Linked DNA regions of Triticum aestivum: region 1 is linked to region 2. A link is a contact called in public Hi-C data. All regions are on one chromosome and are shown on one strand. The core of a region is the stretch at or near the end of the contact, and the rest is flanking DNA. Distances in the headings are between cores, read along the strand shown. Region 1 holds the start of LOC123132208 (auxin response factor 5). Region 2 holds the start of LOC123132207 (L-arabinokinase).

The links. A called contact is a pair of places that touch in the nucleus more often than the background predicts.
Region 1: a contact with region 2 is called in a Hi-C map of leaf, with 9 times the contacts expected there. The contact joins the promoter of LOC123132208 here to the promoter of LOC123132207 in region 2. A contact is called at or near these places in 2 of 5 Hi-C or Micro-C datasets (both in leaf).

Annotation. Positions count from the first base shown.
Region 1 is chr6A:86,183,506-86,187,452 of IWGSC CS RefSeq v2.1, reverse strand. It overlaps LOC123132208 (auxin response factor 5), which reads right to left and starts at 2,025. Exons shown (of 14, transcript XM_044551981.1): 1 at 1,598-2,025; 2 at 1,342-1,460; 3 at 12-110. The coding sequence starts at 1,649.
Region 2 is chr6A:85,886,425-85,890,555 of IWGSC CS RefSeq v2.1, reverse strand. It overlaps LOC123132207 (L-arabinokinase), which reads right to left and starts at 2,875. Exons shown (of 29, transcript XM_044551980.1): 1 at 2,567-2,875; 2 at 2,296-2,472; 3 at 2,112-2,195; 4 at 1,904-1,980; 5 at 1,126-1,192; 6 at 782-839; 7 at 618-685; 8 at 471-533; 9 at 254-307; 10 at 66-168. The coding sequence starts at 2,680.

The DNA.
Region 1 (3,947 bases), core at 776-3,275, 300 kb before region 2:
TGTTAGATTACTTGCAAAGTGACGCTGTGCAGAAGACATATCAACTTTGAGGGAAGGTTGGGGTAGCTCGGCACATGCGCTTCGACATCCTTTTGCATAGAAGCTGCAACCTGAACCAGACACCAAGTCCAAGTAAGTTTCTTTTTCTATTTTGAAGATAAAGATGAGTGACTATTTTTATTGAATAAAGATGCAACACGGCGTTTTCATCAATACAAAAAAAAACAGCATTTTTTAAATTATGAAGCGATTGATAGAAAGAAAAGCATTCAGGCGGCTAAACCAAGTACCAGGTATTTTGGACAAGGGTTTTCCAAAAACAAATCCAGCTGTTTTCTGTACACGTAAGCACTGTTATCCTCCCAATCATACATTGCTAAAACTTTCCGTTGTAAAACATGAATTATCTCATGGAATGATTGAGGAAGTACAAGCATTCAAACATGCTTCCCTTTTTATACACCAACTTTCTGCGGCTTCCCTAAAAAATTAGGAGAAAAGTAATTTTGAAGTGCAGAAAGTGCAGCCTCATGAGTGAACTCCTTTTAGATGAACTCTGCATGCCATAGGTACACTGCTAAAGTGTTCCCCCCACATATCATCATGGGCGACACAGCCGAATGTCCCACATACATTAAAAAAACTTATTTTTCTTGCTGAACTTTTTAAAAGGGGAGCACAGTTGCAGAATTAGGGATTGATCTTTTACAGAATCTGTCAAGAACACCATAGCAATAGCATAGCAGCTGAAAATCTTTCTGAAAGCAGGCAGGCTGTTTTGGCAGTGCAGAATCAGTGGAAGGTGCAGCAGAAATCAGGACCATAAATGCAAATAATACGAAGCTATACATGGATGCATGTTGCATGTACTACCAAACTTGATAGCAAGAAAACAGTGCTCCTATACTCCACAAGACACCAAAAGCCAACAGAAGGAAAGGAAGGAAGTAGGCCCAAAGGGAGGCTCCCAACCACTCCTCCAATAACCCAAGAATACTACTGGCTTGAGAAAGCAATTAGTAGCAAGCAAGTAGTATAGCCCTCCAATCACAACTACTGGAAATGCAACATATCCATGATAGCATCTGTTTTTCTTTTAAGAAGGCCATATTATGAACCCTCTTGAACTTCAAAGGATTCTCTCATGGTAGATTAAATCATCAAAAAGTAAAAGTGAAAACCAAACGCTTACTCTAAAAGAAGTATAGAGCAGGGAATCGATTTAGTTGGCTAGAAGCGCAAAAAGGAGGGAAGATTATCATTGAAGAACAGAACCATGGGGAGCATAGAACGAGCACTGCGCAAATGGCACTGGCGAACAGATAGGTCTCACTCACACACCTGCTCGCTGTGGCCTTGGGGGAAGTAGACGACGAGGCTGCCCACCGGCGGCAGCGACACCAGCGGCCCCGCGCAGGCGTGCCACAGCTCCCCGTTGATCGCCGGCGCCTTGCGCTCCCCTGCGCCCACCGCCGCGTCAGCGACCAAGAAAAGGAGAGACCCCTCCTTCCTTTTCCAGCTGTACCACCTCCGCCTCGTCGAAGCGCGGGGAGGGGCCGGAGAAATGCGCGAAAAGCAAGAAAGAAGTGACAAGTACCTTCGCATGGAGCCGACGCCGCGACGGCGGAGCTCGCCGGCGACTGCGCCATGGCCGCCTCTTCACACGCGGAAGCTTGCTAGCTTCGGTGGCTCCCGCGCATGAGTCACAGAGGACCACGCGCGGCGCCGAGTTTCTTTTTCGCTGTATGGGTCCCGGACACCGGCAGGCCGGCCGGCCGGGCTCTTCCGCAAAGCTGCCGTGCCCCAGCGAGCGGCGGCGGCGGCGGCTCCGTCCCGACAAGCTAGACCAGAAGCAGCAGCAACACGGAGACCAAGGACCCCGTCTAGTCCTACTACTACTAGAGAGAGAGGGAGGGAGCTAGAGAGAGAGGGAGGGGTGAGAGTTGCGAGCTGCTGCCGCTGAGGCAGGCCTCTGGGCTTTGCTGTCGCTGGTTGGTGCGTCGTGTGTGCTGCTGCCTGTCGGGAGTTAAAACCGAGACGCTTCTTCTGTCTCTCTCTCCCCTCTTTCTTTTTTATACTCCTACTCCGTTTTAGTGAAGTGAGGCTCGAGGGGGGAATCGCACTGGAGGGAGGGAGCTCCGAGCTCATCTCCGCTTGCGGCTTTTCGGGGCCATTTCGTGCCTTTTCTAGTGTTTCAGGAATTATCCCTTCTTTTCAGTAAAGGGGCAATAATACTAACCCCCATTTGTGGGATTTTTTATTCAAAGGGTTTCTAAAGGAATCTTAATGTATCGGAAAATTTTCATCCACTCGAACCTCATGCGAAGAATTCTACGGCATATCATGTGAACTAAAACCACGACAATAATTTTGGAACGGAGGAGTGGTAGCATTGAAGATGACATGCCACTATATTTTTGTGTTTTTATATTCCTGTGTTTTACAAATTATACGAATCAAAGAAGCCAAAAAGAAGGAAAAAATTCTGCATGACTGGCATTATGAGAGACCGGTTAGTGAAAAAGGAATAAATATTTTTGGTGCGCGTGTAAACTGAAAAACCAGTCTTGCTAGCTCTTTTTCAAGAAAACTTCCGACCTATTCATCTTTCACTATGACAGTATATAATAAAAAATACATCCAGATTCATAGACTACCTAGTGACGACTACAAGCATTGAAGCGAGTCGAGGGCGTGCTGCCATCATCGCCCCTCCATCACCGGAGCCGAGCATAACTTGTTGTAGTAGACAGTCGGAAAATCGTCGTGCTAAGGCCTCATAAGACCAGCGCACCAGATCGTCGCCGTTGAAGAGTAGCGTGGAACAGAAGTATCCAACCTAAAGATACACGAACATAGACGAACTACGACAAGATCCGAGCAAATCCACCAAGGACAGATCCGTTGGAGACGCACCTCTAACGCCCACCGACGATGCTAGACGCATCATCAGGACGGGTGCTAGGCGAGAAGCCTTATTTCATTTTCAGGGAGTCATCGCCGTCTCGTCTTCCTGAGCATGACACAAACCCTAACAAAACTTGAAGAAACATGTAAAAACAAAGCCCTCTCGCCAACAAGGGTCAGGATCCACCACGCCGGTAGTTCTTGGCTACTTCTTCATGCAACTAAACTTTACATTATAGTACAAACATGTCAACTTTAGGAAGCACTGCTGGAGTATCATCGTTACGCAGACAAGCATCAGTGATCGGGGACTGGGCGATAGATGATTGGACACAGTCGCTGGTGTAAACACCACTGGCGGGCAGAAACTTAGGCCAACTACAGCGCACGACTCCAAACAGATGTCCGTTTAGCCTAAATTCTGTCCGTTTGGGTAGGGCAATGGGGGCGTGTCTGGGCCTTTCCTGGGATGAGGTGGTCGTGCGCCCAACGTGCGGACGCATCCTTTGGCACCATCCTGTCCGCCACATCCAATATGCCCATATATTCATATTTCAATGTTTAAAACTAGTTTGCACGTCCAAATATTAATTATCTCAAATAAAAATAGTTTTACAACCCAATCGAAATTGTCTAATAAAATAGTTTTACAACCAAATTGAAATTGTTTTGAATGGACATAATGAACCAATACATCTATTGGTTGCCAATGTGATTCCACATGTGCTCAACCAAGTCATTTTGAAAATCCAAATGAGTGTGACAATCACGCATTTCATGATGGAATTGGGTAAACTGTTCAAACGTGGCCGGTTCTTGGTGCAGGGGCTCAACATTTTCACCTTGAAAATCAAATCCTTGGTCGAAGATGCTTATCACGCTCGTCCTCGACGATCATGTTGTGCATGATCACACAAGCAGTCATCAGCTCCCAAAGCTTCCCTTTATCCCTTGTCAGTGTAGGGTTTTGAATGATACCCCATGGGGATTGAAGCACATCAAAAGCATGTTCCACATCCTTTCTAGCACTTTCTTGCATT
Region 2 (4,131 bases), core at 1,626-4,125:
TATGTGTCGGGCAAGAAAAAGAAAAACAGAGAAAATAACACCAATGTGTATAACATTGTGTTTACCAAGCATGCAGTCAGATGCTGCCATTAAATCAGGTGTGTACGCATCCTTTGCGAGCTTGACATAATTTGGAGGAAGCTCTTGAGTATCAGATGCACCACATACCTGTCAGAAAATAGCATAATTTTAGTCAGAAAGGTTGGCAAGGAACTGAAAGGAAGTAAATAAATTGTCGTCAAACAAACTGTACCAAACAAAGCCAACCATCAGGCAACCACTCTTTCTTCAGTTTCCATCCTGCCGGCTGGAGAATAGAGTAGTATCATCATAATGACATTAACATTGAACTAGTATAAAAAACAAAGATCAAATTTTAACAGATATGTGTAATTAGCTGACATCAGTTAATTTATTGAAATGAAGTAAGCATTCATATATAAGAAAAAAGTCCTTAGTTACTGGCCCACCTGTCCTCCAAAGTTGAAAATGACCACCTTAACATCCTCTGCAATCCCTAGTTCCTTTCTCACCTGATATATGAAAATTGTAGAAGTTAGACACAAATAATATGGATTAGTTTATAGAGTAACATTCTCAAGCAGAATCATACAGACCTCGGATCGAGATTTGTGTAATCTTCTCACCACAAGAGGCACATCAATAACGTCACGGAAAGCAGGCACTGTAGAAGATAAAATTAATCACTTCTTATTCATGAGAAGTGCAAGCCAATATTTAAGATCTTTGGAAATATTATCACTCAGTCAGGGGGACATACTAGGGCAGTATCCAGGGAGTCGTAGTAAGAACTCACAATGTGAGTAATCCTCTGCTATCTACAGTTATTGTCAACAGGTGCACATGGTTATTAAACAAACGTAATAAATCGCAGCTTGCATATGTACACTGTGAATGGCCAATATTAAGGAAAAATACAGATGTCGGTTTCAGCTCTGGAAGGAGGATGCTTTTAGAACTTAGTGCCAGCCAACTAATTAACACTGCATTTAATAACAAACCAGCATATATAGAAGATTTATCCTAAAGGTAGAAAACTTTTAAACTTGAATTTAGCATGCCAGCAAGTGCTACAATAAGGAACTAAGTCTGCAAGCAGGGCACCTGCCACACAATTGAGCGATGATGATTTCCAGCTGCTACAACGTACTCTGCATAAATGAAGTCCCAACTGCAAATTGGAGATAAAGATCAGGGCATTTTTGTATGGAAGTCCAAATAAGATGGCTATGAAAAATTGTAAAACAATTATTTGCATACTGCCTGTCAGTTCCAGATAAAAGCTACTCCCTCCGTTAACAAATCTTACCTCTGTCCCAAAATTCTTGTCTTAGATTTGTCTAGATACGGATGTGTCTTAAATTTGTCTAGATACGGATGTATGACGATACACCCGTATCTAGACAAATCTAAGACAAGAATTTTGGGACGGAGGGAGTACTTCAATATGGACTACATTCGGACTGAAATAAGTGAACAAACACACTAAATCATGCTTATATACATCTGATTCAGGAAAAAGTTAAAACATCTTATATTTGTGAACAGAGGGAGTAATTGAATTATAAGGTATTGTTTTTTTATAACTATATGGTATTTGTTAGCATTACACACAGCTGCAGAATTTTGTGGCTTAAATATACCAGATAACAATTTATACAGAGATCATCAAGAAGTTACAGAAAATGCATCAGTATGTATGTGCCATGCCATCAAGATGTTAGCAGCAGAAAGTAGACATAAATTAGTTGAGTTGACTACAGTAAGTAAGTAAACACTGATTCCCTAAAATACTCAACCTAAGTGACAACTGGCTCGGCCGTTTGTACAGCCTCATGGCATTCGCAACACTTGGAACGAAGCAAGCAGAGGAACAACTCACCTGAAATTCGTGACACACACGGAGCGAATGCCAGCATCTGCAGCCGCCCTGCACGCCACCGGGACAACATCCGAAACCTGCCCATGGTCAACAGACAACATAACTCTGAATTCAGATGCTGCATGGCAGCGTTCATGGAGATTTCAGATATCATATAACAGTAAAAGTAAACTGGCAGGAGTCGCCGGAGGAGAAAAAAAGTAAGTACCACTAAGTCGGCCTTGATTGAGTGGAGCCACTCCACTTCAGTCCTGAGTATCGCCTCGCGGGGCACCACGGCCGTCTGATGGTACTGCATTCCGCGGCCACCGTACGATCAGTCAATCAACTAGTAGAAGGCGAGGGGGGGATATTAAAGAGAAACAACACGGCCGGTCGGGTTGGGGTTGGACCTTCTCGAGGGATGCGAGTCGGTCGACGGTGAGCGCGTCGGCCTGCACGGCGCCGCAGTCGAGCAGGACCCTGCGGATGTGGAGGCTGGGGGAGTCGATCTCGGTGGTGAAGACGAACTCCGGCGCGGCGGTGACCACGTGCACCTCGTGCCCCGCGCCGATCAGGTGCCTCACCACCTGCGCGAAAATCGAACGGAAATTCGTCATCAAAATCCCAGGGCAGGGCAGGTCGGGGCGCGCGCGCGCCCACCGAGAGGAAACAGAGGCGGACCTCGAGGGCGCGGGTGGCGTGGCCGAAGCCGTGGCCGGTGATGTAGTAGGCGAAGACGAGGCGCTGCTGCGTCGGCGGCGGCGCCTCCTCCGCGCCGCTTCCCCGGGCCACCATCCTCCGCGATCGATCCCTCCCTGCCTTCTCTGCTCCGGGCGGTGACTGCGGTGGTGTCACAGTCCGTTGGCGTGTACTCACTGTTGGGAGACTGGGTCGGCTGATCGGGCCTTCTTATAGTAAGTCGTGGGGCTATCTCATCCTCCTCCCGTGGGACGGGGAGTGAGCGAGAGTCCGGGGCGTGGACGTTTGGTTCTATCCGAGTCCCGCGGCCGGCCCTCTTTTAGTGCCCGGTTTGTTGTGCCGCTATTGCTTATCCACTTCCGGCGATCTGCTGTGCTCTGCTGGGTGACGGACTCGTCCGTGTCACGGGCACGCAACGCTGCACTGTGAAGTCGATCTCAGTTCTGATCTGAGCCATGATGAGAGTGACGTGGAGGGAGGGGCGGAGTAGGATAGGATATGGGTTTATCTGCAGCAATGATTCCCGCATATCCCTCCCATTATCACCCAACCGGCACTTGTGTGTTCAAAAGAGAAAGAAAATCGAAATGGTACTGGGGATTCGGGCGCGGCTGAGACTCCGTTAATTAAGATCGCCGTCTTCGCCTTGAGTATATAAATGGGTGGGCCAGGCCCATGAACATATAAGTAAACCTTGTTCATGTCACTAATAGCCTTTCATCTTCTTCCTCCTCCTCCTTGCGCTGAACCGCTTGGTCAAAAGACAAACATGTCGCCCAAAGACTTCTTTCAACCAAGATAAGGTTAAGGGTGGCAGTGTATGGAGAATGAGACCATCCCTTGGGCTCTAGCGGGGGGAAAGATTGACTCATATGTCTATTTTACACTATATTATTAAAACATAAAACAAACAAGATTCCACGTTCTTGCACATAGGCTAAATTGCCTAATCCGTCAAATCTTCGTTAGCCGCAAAAATTGACGTCCGGGATTTAAAACTAGATGTATAGAAAATATGTGTGATTTATACGAACAAAGACTACCAGTCCAGGCAAGTACAGAGACACGATGGACTCATAGGGAGAATATATGAGGTGATACCACCACTTAGATGCTCCACGATACCAATTGAAAACAATTTCAAATTTAAATGCTTCAAAAAATTATGAGAAGAATTATGGACGTTCACAACAGGTGTGCTACAAAAAAGACAAATTCAGCATGAATAGTGTCAGCAATGACAAAACCACAAAAAGTGTGAAAAACTGCACTATTTACATCTGGATTTGTCCTTTTTTTGTTTCTCGGTGTGTATATAGAGTTTGGATATGAAATTTGTAGAGATTGTAGACACGTGTGTTGTGAACATCCTTGATTTTTCTCAGATTTTTTTAAGCATTTAACTTTGAATTATTTGAATTGGTATTATGGGAGCATCTAAAGTGGTGGTATCACCGTGGCTAGTAGCACAAGTCTTGGTCAACAGGTTTACCCCTCCCACCATGTTCTCCATCATTTTTTTTTCATCCAGTCAGTTTTTCCCACCA